Regions from separate parts of the Rattus norvegicus genome. Here region 1 is linked to region 2. Evidence: chromatin contacts called from public Hi-C data. All regions are on one chromosome and are shown on one strand. Each heading gives the region's core, a stretch centred on a gene start, on an enhancer-like site or on the middle of the called end of the contact. The rest is flanking DNA. Distances are from core to core; before and after follow the strand shown. Region 1 has its middle 79 kb from the start of Irf2bp2. Region 2 has its middle 34 kb from the start of Irf2bp2.

Region 1 (7,195 bases), core at 4,408-6,907, 120 kb after region 2:
GAGAAGGGGCGAGGAGTGTCTTCAGAGGTACTAAAAATATGCAAATGAGAGAGCAAGAGAGAGCTGTGCCCCACGTGTTTGTGGGAAATGACGAGGAATACACAGCCTTGTGCTTATGCACGAAACTTCTCACAACTGCCCAGTGCAGGAAGGGCAGGCAACAGAGTCCTGTGCTGTCGCTGGGTCTCGGCAGCCCTGCGCTTGTTCAGTGCGTGAGGCCCTTGTCACCTCTTCGTGCTAGTCTGGCTCTGCACTGACTGGCAAATCCACATCCTGTAGCAAATCCACATCCTGCAGTTTATGAGGAGGTGGTGGAGAGAGAGGAGGAAGAGGAGGAGGAAGGCAGATGTGTTGGGAAATCCAGGGGATTATCGATGACCAAGCATCAAGTCAGTGACTAGATCATATCATATTTTTCAGGAGTCTGAGAGACTGGGGGGGAGAGGGAGGAGGAAGGGGAGAGGGGAGAGAGAGAGAGAGAGAAAGAGAGAGAGAGAGAGAGAGGGAGAGAGAGAGAGAGCAGAAGTCTTAGGTGTCACTGAGTTTTGTGTTTTGTCTGGAGTTGCTTATGCTGGAAGTCATTCAGGAAGCTGATTGTTCGTCACGTGACCCCCTTCCTATAGCCGGTGGTTTTGTTGTTGTTTTGTTTTTAGGCCCCTTCCCCCCCCCCCCCCCACTTAGCCAATAGCGCAGCTAGAAATCTAAAAAACACCAAATCATTATTCGTCTAATCCTCCTGACCCAAACAAGCTTTGAGAGGACAGCCACTGTCCTTGGACCTTGTGGCAAGAGACAGCTCCTGCCCCTTACTGTGCCAGGGCTTTCGTGGTCCCTGAGCAAACCCAGGACCAAGGAGGAGGGGCACAGCTCACTGCAGGGGAAGCAGACCCAGGAGGAGAGATGCTGATCTGGAGCCAGGAGAGGTAGAAGCAATGTCTAAGCAATGTCCCCACACTGATCCTCAAATTGTGAATGAAGTTCTTTTATCTCGTGTTCCCTGCAGCTCCTGCCCCTGCACACCAGGCAAGGGCATCAAGGTTTGCCTGCTGACATGTGTCACTCACAGGAGCCCTGACCTGCAACATGGTCAGGGCGGGTCTATTTGTTCCTCCCTCTCTGCAGAGCCATCGGATCAATGCCCAGTGAGTGGGAAAGAGCAAATCGTGCCAGGAAGAACCATCTCTCCCTGGCTGACTCAGCCCGGGATAGGAAGGCAGGGGGCCATCTGGCATTTGAATGCAGCCCTTGATTTGTCCCTTATGAAATAGTAACTACAGACGTAGAGTGCCAGCCTGGTTCTGAGAAGGTCACCCAGGTTGGCTTTGAAAGGAGAAGGCTCTGTGTCAACAGAGAGCCCTGTGATAAGCGGCAGCCATTTCTCTGAGATAATGTGTCTGATCGTGTACCTCTGGGATCAGCTTTATATCTCTCTACAGATCGGTGTGTTTTTATGACAGCTGTCTCCATAGCAACCAGGTGTCCAGCTCCTAAATGGATCTGAAGGCTACTCAGTCCCAGCCTGGGGGCGGGGCGGAGAGCCTCGCTCACTGCTGGTTTCTTAGAGAACCTCTGTGAGGCTGTCTTGGGGGCCAGGAGACCTGAGGTTTCCTTCTCAGGCCTGGCTGGACAGAAGGACGGAATGATCGAAGTGACTTTGGTTTATTATTTGAACCATACCCCAGCCGGTAGGGTAAACAGCTACGCGGAAGGTGTTGCAGACAGCTTGGAGATGGGAGAAATAACAGCTAGCACAGGAAGAAGTAACCACATGACCCTGCAAGACCCAGGGTCAGCGATTTGGGGGGTTAATATGTCACAAGGAGAAGGAAGAGGGTTGTGAAACATTCCTTCTGGATGATCCAGGCTAAAACACAATGGCATGTGAGAAGTCACCCAGGGTCACTGAAGGCTGGACGGGCAAGGGCAGAGCGGTCAACAGTCCCTCCTCTGTCGAGGACAGAAAGGCTCCCTGCCCTTGATTATCCCTGTGGCACAGAGAGGGGCTCAGGGGAGGAGGGAGGGGGTGCTACAGAGATGTGGCTGCAGAATGAGCCACAGTGCTCAGTCTTCTCGAGGTGTCTCTCGAAGACACAGGATGAATCTGTCTATGGCTCCGTGACTCTTCTCAAGGTCAGCCTTGCTAGCCTGAACCCCCAGCCACACCCCTACCCCCAGCTCCAGCCTCTACCATCCCACCCCCCCCACCCCCGCCACTCCAGTCAAGTGCACCAGAGCTCTCTGTGATCCCTACTTCATTGTGAGTGACAGAGGCTTCCACTGCTGTGAAGTGACCCCCCCCCCCGTGTGTGTGTGTGTGTGTGTGTGTGTGTGGACTAGGAAGGGAGACACAGCTGCACCAGCAGAGACAGTGTGATACAATGGAATCCAGGAGGAAGAAACTTCCAGAAGGGCTCCTAAACAGGCTGCAAATGGTCTTTGGAAGGCCACACCCTTCCCCGTCATAATCTAAACCAGGGCCGGATGAGGCGGGTACAGGGCTTGTGAGGGTAGCTGCAGCCTCTCTGCTGTCTCTGTTCTCTCTCCATCACCTGCTACGCCTGAGTGCAGTTCAAACATGCAGTTGGTCTGTGGGCCCCAGACCTAGGTGTTTCTTACAGGAAGCTGCTCTCCTCAAAGGAGAGTCGGGGGTTAAGTCTGCAACTGTCAGTGTCTGGCAATAAATAAAAGGAAACCACACTCCCCGTGAATGGGGAAGAGGCAGGAGGAAGGCAAACTCTTTCTTTTTCTGTTTCTAAAGCATGAGTAAGATGTTCAGTGTGTTCGAGATTATTTGGCGAATCCTCTGAGAAGGTCCCTCGTTCACTAGCTAGCAGCCCATAGTCCACAGTCTTCCAACCTTCCTCTTCAGCCTCCAGAGACAGGCAGGTTGGGCATCCTGGGGGGCGGGGTGCATCTCTGTCTAACTACTAATGATTCATAAAACTCCCGGCCCCCACACGAGAAGCCCTGGGCTTGGCATGTTAGTAGAAAATCCTATTTTGAGTGTGTTATAAAACAGAGGTTTTGATGTGCTGCCAGGTTTATGGAAGATGCTGGAATCAGGGCTCTGAGACGCTGGGGCCGGCCGAGTGGGTGTTACATAAAGCTGTTCTAGGGACGAGTTGGGGGGTGTCCTGGAGGGGGAAATCAAAGACAATAATACAAAACACACACCCGCTCCCAAGCCCAGGGTGCTCTAGGGCCAGCCAGCAAGTCTGTGAGCCCAGCTTTAACCCCGAAGACCTGGGGACCTGGAGCCCTTTGCTCTGGCTGATCATACTCAGCCCGAGGAGTCCGGATGAAAGGCACCTTCACAGGGCCCTCAGGAGGGCAAGAGGCTCCTCAGTCTGACTGCTGATTGAAATTCATACTCGCCTGCTTTCCTTCCCTGTCTCCCAGGCCTCCTGTGGGCAACATGTGATAAAAAGGAAGAAGGTGACCTCCTCCAATCTTTGACTCTCGTGAACTGCACCTCAGGGTCAAGGTGCATTTCTCCACACTAGGATCCAAAATTCCGTCCACAAAGGAGGCCACAATCCTTTTCTATTCCAGATTGTCAGCTTTTGTGCAGTTTCTAAAAAGCCTGTGTCTGGCTGTGTGCGTGTGTGTGTGTGTGTGTGTGTGTGTGTGTGTGTGTGTGTGTGTGTGTGTGTTCCGATGAAGATTTGTGGGGGTATGTGTGTATGTGTGTGCCCGTGTGTGTGCCTTTCTCTCTGTGTGCAGGTACAGATGTCTGTGTGTGTGTGTGTGTGTGTGTGTGTGTGTGTGTGTGTGTGTGTGCGCGCCTCTGTGTGTATGCAGGTACAGATGTGTGTATGCACCTCCGAGTGTGTGGGTGCAGGTGCAGATGTGTCGGGGTATGTGTGTATGTGTGTGCCTGTGTGTGTATGTGTGTATCACCATGCATGTATGTGTACAGGTTGTGTGAGGTGTGTGTGCCTCCGTGGGTAAATGCAGGTACAGATGTGTGTGTGCCCCTCTGAGTGAGTGGGTGCTGGTGCAGATGTGTGGGGGTATGTGTGCTTATGTGTGTATAGGTATGAGTGCGTGTGTTTCATGTATGTGTGTGTCTCTGTGTGTGTGCCTCTGTGTGTGTGTGTGCCTCTGTGTGTGTGCCTCTGTGTGTGTGCCTCTGTGTATATGCAGGTACAGATGTGTGTGTGCCCCTCTGAGTGTGTGGGTGCAGGTGCAGGTGTGTGGGGTTATGTGTGCATATGTGTGTGTGTGTGTGTGTGTGTGTGTGTGGTATTTTACCTAATGTATGTGTGTAATAGGTGTTCATTTATTTCTGGATCAGGGCTCCTCATATACCTCAGGCTTGAACTATATAGCCCATTGCTGTCAAAACCACAGCAATCCCCATGTCTCAGTCTCCTAAGGATTAGTATCACAGGTGAATACCAGCGTGCCTAGCTCAGCCAGCTGTCTTAACTTCCCGAAGACTGGAGTAGAGGTAGGTGGGGAGACCAGCCAATGAAGGTGCTGGTCAGGATCCTGCCAGCTGGACTGAGAGGCACTTATCACAAGGAATGCATCAAGCAGCAGCTCAGGGATGGAGGAGAGGATGGGGGAGGGTTTCTTCCCATCTGCCTCTGGCCTCAGGCTCACTTCTGTTTCTTGGACTACCAAAGAAAAGACCTCCATTTCTTTTTAGACGGGCTTTATGCAGTCTCAGTCTCTCTCCCCTCCCCAGCACCCCCAACCCCCCAACCCCATTCATAGAGTCGACCAGCCAGCCATGGCCAACCTGCCCTTACATAAGACAGAACATTATATAGAATCCTTCTGAGCTGAAGAGGCTGCAAGGGGAGGGGGTGGGAAGCAGTCATTTGTTTGTTGGTTCAGGACAGGACTGTCTACTTCAGAAGTCTCCAGGCTTGTTATCCCAGCTACGCCGAGGAAGCAGAATTGCACGTTTCCAAAGCCAGCCGGGGAAACAGAATGAGGTGAAAGCCTGTCTAGACAGCCCAATGAGACTCTTTCTCCAAATAAAAAGTAAGGAGTCTGCTGAGGATATAGCTCTGGGATGGAATGCTTCCGAGAGGGCACAAAGCCCTGTACCATCCCCGGCACAAGAGTGACAATAAACTTCACCAGAATTCAGAAAAGACATGAAAGTAAGACGATGCTCGAAAGGTGTGCCAAATGGATGGGGCTAGCCTGGGCTACAACCCAAATGCCCATCTCCCATCTCAAAGGAAAGAAATTAAGACCAACAAACAGACATCGACAGATTGCCCAGCAAGGGAACAAGGAAATACGATGATGCTTAAGAGATGTGCCAAATGGATCGGGCTAGCCTGGGCTACAAACCAAGTGACCTCTCCCATCTCAAAGGAAATTAAGGCCAACAATAGAACTTGACAGATTTCCCAACAAGGACAGTGGCCTTCCACCGACAACCACTGTACTGGTAGATTATGTCGTATCCCTTTAATAGTGCTATAGGGGCACCTGCTTACAGACGGAGAAGGAAGCTTGGAGTGAATGTCTGGCCCTGGCCAGCCGTCCTCAGCCAGCAATGGGCCTGCTGAGTCCATTTCAACTGAAATGAGATCAATAGGACTCATTTTTTTCTCCTGCTGGCTCCCGAGTGATTCATGAATCAGAAAACTAGTTCATGAATCAGAGTGGGGCGGGGAGAGGGGGGACCATTTGTGCAGTCGGCAAACCTCCATTTCTTTCACGAACCTAGCTGTGAGTTGCATAACACTGCCTGGCACTTGCTAGTTGAAACCAGTCTTTTTCGGAAGCTGCTTTACTCACCTATTTTCCTTCTGGAAAGGGGAGGGAACGCCGTGTGTGTGTACCGACTGTGTGTACTGACTGTGTGTCCAGCCGTCTTGGTAACATTTCCATGACAGAGGACGAGTATGTGAGTCTGCATGTGTGAGTGTGTAACAGACAGCCTTTGACCGGCCTTGGGGCCCCTTTAAACCTGAACGAGAGCCAAGTTCTTCTCTCCGTGGAGCTGCTGAAGGAAGCTTGAGATGGGGCAGTTGGAACGCATATCTCTGCAAGGGCTGATTACAGCCTACTAAGGAAAATGAGATTTTTATCTCACAGGAATTCAGTTATAAAAATAAAATACAGCGTCTGGCTTGATTCAGCTAAATGCACAAGTGCCTGGGTGTTTTTAATTTAGTAAGAAAAAAAAAAAGAAAAGAAAGTCCCGGATGATGACCTAAAACACTGCATTTAAAGAGGGAAAAAAAGGGGAGGGAGGGGAGAGGAAGGCTGCAGGAAGTGTGTGTGTGTGTGTGTGTGTGTGTGTGTGTGAGAGAGAGAGAGAGAGAGAGAGAGAGAGAGAGAGAGAGGCAGGCAGGGAGAGAGTCATGGAAGACTGGGGTGGAGGGGGCGGGACAGTGAGAAGCCACCCTGCTGGCACTTGAATGCAGAGGGTGATGTCACCAGAGCAGTTGGAGCGCAGGGGAGAAAAACAACTCTGAAGCAGTGCTAATCCCCGTTTGCTGCCCTGAAGGGAATGGACGGTGGCCAAGGCAGGGAGTTATGGGAAACCATATAAGGGTGCCAAGCAAGCTTTGCCGCCAACATTAGGAACTGACAGCTTTGTTCTCTGTCACTTGGCCGCCGGCCAGAGGCCTCATTTCAGCTCAGCAGCGTGACTACCCTGGCCGGCTGCCAGCCCTGTGCTCAGAGCCCTTTCCTCCCAGGGCTCTGCTTTTTCCCTCCTCCGTCCCTTTGCCAAACATGCAGCGGTTACTATGGCAGTGGAAAGGAAAGTTAAACACACACACACACACACACACACACACACACACACCCCAAAGTAGAGGCACGCCTTGATCCAGATGCACAGGCAGGCAGGCAGCTGTAAGCAGAGAGAAAGGCAGTTAACCTACCCAGTGGGGCCTGCAGGAAGGAGGAAGACACCTCACTGTGAGCTGTGGCCGGCTGCTGCTGCCGCCGCTGCTGTCACTGGGGACAGACAGGCCTCACTATGCACCTTGTGGAGGGAGTGGGGCTGGCCTCCAGGCCTTGTTTCTTTTTTCTCCTTCTCTTCCTGAGGTGGAATATGTAATACCGAACGGGGAAAACTGTCAATCTTTCCACTGGCTGGCCCTGTGTCTGTGCTTCTGAGAAAGCTACAGGGAGCCAGGCCCGTGGAGCAGGAAAGAGGAGACAGGAAGGCGGGAGGGGTGGTCTGGGTACCCTCTGGACACCCAGGCAAATT
Region 2 (7,058 bases), core at 800-3,299:
TGACCTCATAGGCCCTGTGGTGCCCTCAGACCTCTCTTCAGAGGGGCCCTCACTTCTCCAGCTGCCAGGTTGGTCACCATTGAATGGGTGGCAGTAGACGTCCTCTCAGGGTTTGTCCTGGCAATGGATCATCTGGCTAACGACAGGCTTCTCTCTAGGGAGAAGCCCACACTGCAAAGCCAGTCAATCAAAGGTCCCCATGGGGTTCTCTTTGAGAGATGGCTCCCATGGGACTGGGTGAGGCGGCCATCTTTTGCTTCCCAGATCACTCTCCATCTCCCATCTGCTGCTTTCACCACTGACATATCCAAGCACACCCCCATCAATGTGTGCACCGCGGCCCCTGAACCCATGTTCAGCCTAGCGCAGAAGTCCGTTAAGTGGTGCTGGCTTGGCCTTGTACAGTATGGGGACTCAGGCAGGTTGCAGCCTCTAGCCTTTCCAGACTCTCTATCTTCGTAGCCACCCAGTATTTTTGACTCTTCTGTCTTTGGCGTTGCTGTGCTAAGGGGTCTCGCTGGTACCCGCAGGTCTCCGCCTACCTTGCCCATCTTACTGGCCCCAGGATATCTGCAGGTGGCCCACCTGGGACCAACTCCTGTTATCACATTCCTGAGGCCCTCAAAGGGTGTTGGGCCATCTCAAGTGCAGGTCCATGAAGCACACTCGGATTCCTGACTGTGTAGATCTCCTAAGGAATGCCCAGGGGCTGGGCTCAGGGTCCAACCTGTCCTTTTGGCTCAGATCATTATGCCTTACATGCTGAGGTACCAGAAGCTGTCTGATAGCCTCTGGCCTAACCAATCACCGACCCCCATCTTGTAGCTGGGTAGCCGCCTTCCTATAGGAAACTGGCACCAAAGCCTTCCTGCTCTTTGTCCTACACACCTCACCGTCTTCCATGACTCACCCAGCTGCACCCTGTACACCCATCCCTGCCCCATGTAGTTGTAATGGAGGAGAGCATCCTTGGCCAATGAGGCAGTACTTGCTCTCCTTGGAACAAAGGTTCTCTTCCCCTCAGACACCTTGTCCAGGAAGTTCTCCATTCAGAGGAAGATTTGTAAAGAATGAGGACTACGAGCCTTCAGCCCAGCCACCTAGGCCTTGCTTCTGTGAAGGCCATCCACTGATGGGCAGCTGGGAGAAGACGTCCCACCGCAGCCCATCCAGCTCAGATCACCCAACTCAGCCCAAACGCATTGCAGCTCTCTCTCTTCCGGTGACAGCGGTTCCAGATTTGGTGGGGACCCAGACCGGCCTAAAGCTTTATCAGACCCCCGGTAAAAGGACAAAGGGAACTTTGGTTCTATGTTCTTGTTCAGGAGAAGGCTTGGCAAGACCAGCCTAGGGCTGGAGCCAGTGGCTCAAAGGAGGGACGATTGTGGCTTCTGGTGACCCAGCTCTTTCCCCTGGGCTGCAGTCCTAAGTCAGCTGTGCCTGTGATGTCCTGTGTTCTCTTTGCCAGCATTGTCTGACTTAGCTTTCTGCTGACTGTGGCCATTTTCTCCTTGCAGATAGTAAACATGTAGGATGCTGTATTTGTTTGTTTGAGCACCGGTGTTTTGCCTATGAGTATGCCTGTGTGAGGATTCTGGAGTAGTAGACAGTTTCAAGGCTGCCATGTGGGTGCTGGGAATTAAACCTGGGTCCTGTGGAAGAACAGTCAGTTCTCCTAATGGCTGAGTCACCGCTCCAGCCCCATGCTGTACCTCTTAATACATTTGCTTAGCAAATGTCATCAGCTTCTGGGATACCTCCTGGTCTCAACTATTGCTTTTGTCTTCCTTATTTCTCATTCCTGGTACTCCTGGCCCTCACTGAACACCTCCCAGCTTTTCCTGTGGTGCTGGGCTCCCATTCCTTCTACCTCTTCTCCCCGCCTTCCTACTAGCCTTTATGTTCATGAAGTAAAAGTGGCTGGTGCCGCGGGACACCATCGTTTCACCATAGAACAAAGCAAACACTGACATGTGAGATGTGGGGGTTGGGGAGGCTGAGAGCAGACAGTCTGGACCGGGGGAATGACTCAATGGCTAACACATTCGCAGTGCATGAGGGCCTGAGTTCAGCTCCCAGAATCCACATAAATGCCAGACGCTGTAGAGTGCATTTGGAATGTCTGCGCACCTACAACGAGAGGAGCCAATGAGAGGCTCCATCTACCCTGTCGTACAGAGGGGCAAACAGCAACGAAACCCAGCCTGCAAGGAGCAGGAAGGGAAAGACCAGGGGCATGAGCATCCCTGTGCTTCAACGTGAGAACTCCGCCCCGCCCCCGCCGCCCCCCCAAAAAACAAACCAGAACTGAAGATTGACCTCTCTACCACCACAGACTGTCAATTTAAAAGTAAAAGAGGGAAGAAAACTAAGCTAAACCTCAAATAAAAACGAGGTCGCTGCCGTCACCGAATATGAAGAAAAAAATGTGATTTTGAAATGTTGATATTCAGAGAGTGGCTGGACCCAGGATAGAGAGTGGCCCTATAAAACCTGCAAATCAAACACAAGCAATGACGAACACACAGACAGATTCTAATCTAGAGAAAGGACCACAATGTTCCCGAAGGAATTGGAGCTTAGTGTGTTAGCTGAGGCCCTGCCGCTCCCCCGGGGCTGTCCTAGACTCTGTGGATGCTGGCCACTTCAGCCAGGCGGCTCGAGTCACTGCCCTATCCTCTGACCACTGCTCAGAGGCTCAGCTCTGCAGACAGTGATGTCATTATGCCACTGCCCAGGATGGGGATAAAGGACTGCCTTGCGCTCAAGCTTATTTTCCACTCATTTCCTCGTTCCCCGACTAGTGGCTGGAAGCTTCTGGAAGGTGGCGCAGCTTGGCTGACTGAGCGGGAAGTGATAAGGAGAGAGCACGCGCAGATTCTCAAAGAGCGCAGTGGGCGCCGACTCACACCAGACTTGTGCCTCATTTTCTAGCGTTAGCCCCTCTCCTCAGTGTAGAGAGGCAGCTCTCCAGAGAAGCGGCCCTATTTCAGGGCTGACCGGGACATTGCAGAAGCGAGGAAAGAGGGTCCTGTCTGTTGGCATTTAGCCTAGACTCTGTTTCCGACCTGGGCAATTCACTACTCCTCAGGACCCTGGTAGTCTCCCGCTCCACGGAGGTCACCATATTGGTGCCTAAGTCCGAACTTAGTGCGGACACCGGATCAGCAAAGCGCACCACAGCCCAGAACTCCTGAACTCAAGCGATCCTCCTGTCTCAGCCTCCTGAGTAGCTGGGACTACAGACGTGTGCCACCACTCCTAGACTAAATGCCAACACTGTCTTTTCCACTTTCTGTAACAAATTGAAGACTGATACAGGAGTGGAGAAATGGAGATATAGTTCGGTTGGCAAAGTGTGTATCCCAAAAGCAGGAAGATCTGGGTTCTACCTTCAAAACCCACATTAAAAATAGCAGTACGGAGTTGTAATTCCAGGACTGGGGTGGGGGTTGGGGGGTGGGCAGGAACAGGTGGATTCTTGAGGTCTGATAGCCAGTCAGTATAGCCTAATAAGCAGGACCCAGGTTCCTGTGAGAGATCTTGAAAATTACAGTGGATGGATCCACACAGGTGTGCCTCCATTCCCACCCCCACCATGTCCACATACGCAAATAAATACAATAAAAAAAGAACAAACTTTCAAAGGCTCTATACATCCATGCTTATTAAAGCACATGAGAGGCTGGGGAGATGGTTTATTGAATAAGAGGGTTTGCTTTTCAAGCACGAGGACCTCAGTTTAAAACCTATTACTTATATTAAAAACCAGACATGGTTGCACATGCCTGTACCCCCAAACCTCCAGGGTTGTGGGATGGAAACGGGTGGATCCCCTCAGCTCACCCATCAGCCAGACTCATGGAAACAGTGACCTTCTGATTTAATGAGGGTCTGTCTCAAGGAAATAAGACAGATGGTGACAAAGGAAGACACTGGACATTTCTCTTTGGCCTCTGGTGTGAAACACACTCTCCTAAAGGCAATACACACACACACACACACACACACACACACACACACACACACACAAAGTATAAAGTCCACATGGGCACTTTGACCCTTCACCCCAGCACCTGGGATGCTAAATGACTGCCCAATTGCACCCCCATGCAGTCAGCATGCCCAGCCTCCGGGGATCCTTCTTCACATGCCTGTCCTGGCTTCTCGTGCTGACACAGCTTCATGGTGTATGTGGGGGGTGGGGGTTTGGACATGCGGAAGTGCTGGGATGGTAGGGAATCCCTGTTACCTTTCAATGCAGGGTCCTTAGAGGACTAAGTTATCAATCACCACATCTCCCACCAACAGGGGCACTGCACAATGGTACAGCGCTCACACCTGTGCTCTTTCTCAGACATGTGCCCCCTCCGTCCATATGGTTCACAGAGAACCAACGGGTATAGAAAACAGCTTAGCCTGCCGGTGGTGCTGCACACCTAAATTCCCAGCACTCAGGAGCCAGAGGCAGGTGGATCTCTGAATTCCAGGCTAGCCTGGTCTACAAAGCAAGTTCCAGGACAGCAAGGGCTACACAGAGAAACCATGTCTCGAAAAACCCGAGTAAACAAACAAACAAAAGAGTAGTCAGATAAATAAGTAAATAATTAGTCAGAACTTTCCAGTAGAAACTAATTGAACACTGCCGGAGTTGTAAATGGCTTTATTTAAACAATTATTATTTTTATTTTTAGACAGGGTCTCACTGTGTAATTCTCGCTGCTCTGGAATTCTGTGTGTAGACCAGGCTGGCCCCAAACTCACAGAGATCTACCTGCTTCTGCCTCCTGCATACTGGGATTAAAGGCTTGCTCCACCATGAACAACAATATTTAGATATTACAAAACAAAGAATGACTTCAGGCCTACTTTGATAATTTTAATCTGTTATTTATTAATTATCTTGTGTTTTGGCTGTAGTGAATATTTTTTAAAAAGATTTATTTACTCATTATGTATACAGCGTTCTGCCTGCGTGTATGCCTGCAGGCCAGAAGAGGGCACCAGAACTCGCTACAGATGGTTGTGAGCCACCATGTGGTTGCTGGGAATTGAACTCAGGACCTCTGGAAAAGTAGACAATGTTCGTCACTGCTGAGCCATCTCTCCAGCTCTATAGTGAATAGTTTTGAAGACAAATAGCTTTTTGAGAAGACGTCTAAAATTAATATCTTGGTCTTTTACCCTAACATTGACTAACACACACACTGATGAAAATATTTCTGTATAATCACATTTACTTTTAATTTATTATGTTGCTGTTAATAAAGCTTAGGAAATATTTTAGATTTTATTTTACTTAAAAGTGTGTGTATGTGTGCCTGACCACTCACGTGCACTCCTGTGGAAACCAGATGTCATGGTCAGAAGTCTTGCTGGGTCTCTTGCTAAACCCTAGCTCACCATTTCAGCTACACTAGCCAGTTAGTGAGTCCTATACCCAATTCCCACCTGTCCCCCCTCCCAGTGATGAGTTCACATCATGCACTGCTGCTTCTGGCTTTATGTGGATGCTCGGGATACCAGCTGTGGTCCTTAGTGCTTGTGCAGCAAGGACTCAAGCCAGCTCCCAGCCCACAAGTTGTCTTCTTGACTTAAAGTTTTTATAGACTTATGTTATTATTCGTCGTGTGTATATGTGTGTGTGTCTGAAAGTGTGTATGTGAGTGCCTGCCTGTGGAGCCAATAGAAGACCATCTGATCCCCTTGACTTGACTCACAGGCAGTTGTAGGCTGTTCTTTATGGGTGCTGGGACCTGAACTAGAGTTCTCTGGAGGAGCAAGTGTTTGTAAACACTGAGCCACCTCCCCGACCTGACACAGCTTTCTGATGTCTCCACATACAGCTTCTAGAAGGGGGCTGTTTTCCTGACTACCAGGAAGCAGTCTTGCTGGTGTTTTCTGACTTGTACTGAGGGTCCCATCAGGATTTGTCTCCTTCAGGCATTTTGCACACTCCTCACAACACATCCCCCCACCTCCTCCACACACTCTTCCCCCACACACACTCCTCACACACATACACACTCCTCACACAGACACACACACACACTCCTCACACACACACTCCTCACACACACTCCTCTCTCACACACACACACTCCTCACACACACTCCTCACACATACACACACTCCTCACACACACTCCTCACACACACACACTCCTCTCACACACACACTCCTCACACACACACACACTCCTCTCACACATACACACTCCTCACACACACACTCCTCTCACACATACACACTCCTTACACACACACACTCCTCTCACACACACACTCCTCACACATACACACACTCCTCACACACACACACTCCTCACACACACTCCTCACACATACAAACAATCCTCACACACACACTCCTCACACACACACACTCCTCACACACACACACACTCCTCACACACACACTCCTCACACACACACACACTCCTCACACACACACACTCCTCACACACACACTCCTCACACACACACACTCCTCACACACACACTCCTCACACACACACACTCCTCTCACACACACACTGCTCACACACACAAGACTTGCATATGCCTCACATACAGAATCCTCACATACACAACACACACACCTCACATACACACACACACTCCACACACACACACTCCTCACATACACACACACACACACACACTTCTCAGACACACAAGCCTTGCATACTCACATACACAATCCTCACATACACAACACACACACACACACACACACACACACACACACACACACACACTCCTCCCTCAGAGGTTTCCATGCAGAGGCAGGGACACAGATGAAGTTACAAGTAAACAGTCACCAGCAGGATGAATAATCAAAATCCCACAAATGCCCTCCAAATCCCTCCCCAGCCAGTCCTCCCCCATTCTTCCTGTTCTTCTTCTCCTCTTCCTGGTAGAGACTATGGAGTCTGGGTCCTGTCTTTTTCCGGTTTGCTTTCCACAGATAATTCCTTCATGCTTTTGTGTTGCCTGCTCACTAGTTCCTTAACAATCACCTTGAATAATACATCTGCTGTGGATTAACAGTAATC

Evidence for each region. Hi-C and Micro-C count contacts between places; a contact is called where the count stands out from the background.
Region 1: a contact with region 2 is called in a Hi-C map of the A7r5 cell line, with 2.9 times the contacts expected there. The contact joins two enhancer-like sites. A contact is called at or near these places in 2 of 12 Hi-C or Micro-C datasets (the A7r5 cell line and mammary epithelial cells).

Annotation. Positions count from the first base shown.
Region 1 is chr19:71,537,399-71,544,593 of GRCr8, forward strand. No RefSeq gene overlaps it. Among named protein-coding and RNA genes, the nearest start is that of Irf2bp2, 79 kb to the left of the region's middle. Within about 2 kb of position 5,658, at least 88 of the 93 cell types and tissues checked have an H3K27ac peak or open chromatin away from gene starts, as enhancers often do. A contact at or near this core is called in the A7r5 cell line, where this site is marked.
Region 2 is chr19:71,425,217-71,432,274 of GRCr8, forward strand. No RefSeq gene overlaps it. Among named protein-coding and RNA genes, the nearest start is that of Irf2bp2, 34 kb to the right of the region's middle. Within about 2 kb of position 2,050, at least 37 of the 93 cell types and tissues checked have an H3K27ac peak or open chromatin away from gene starts, as enhancers often do. A contact at or near this core is called in the A7r5 cell line, where this site is marked.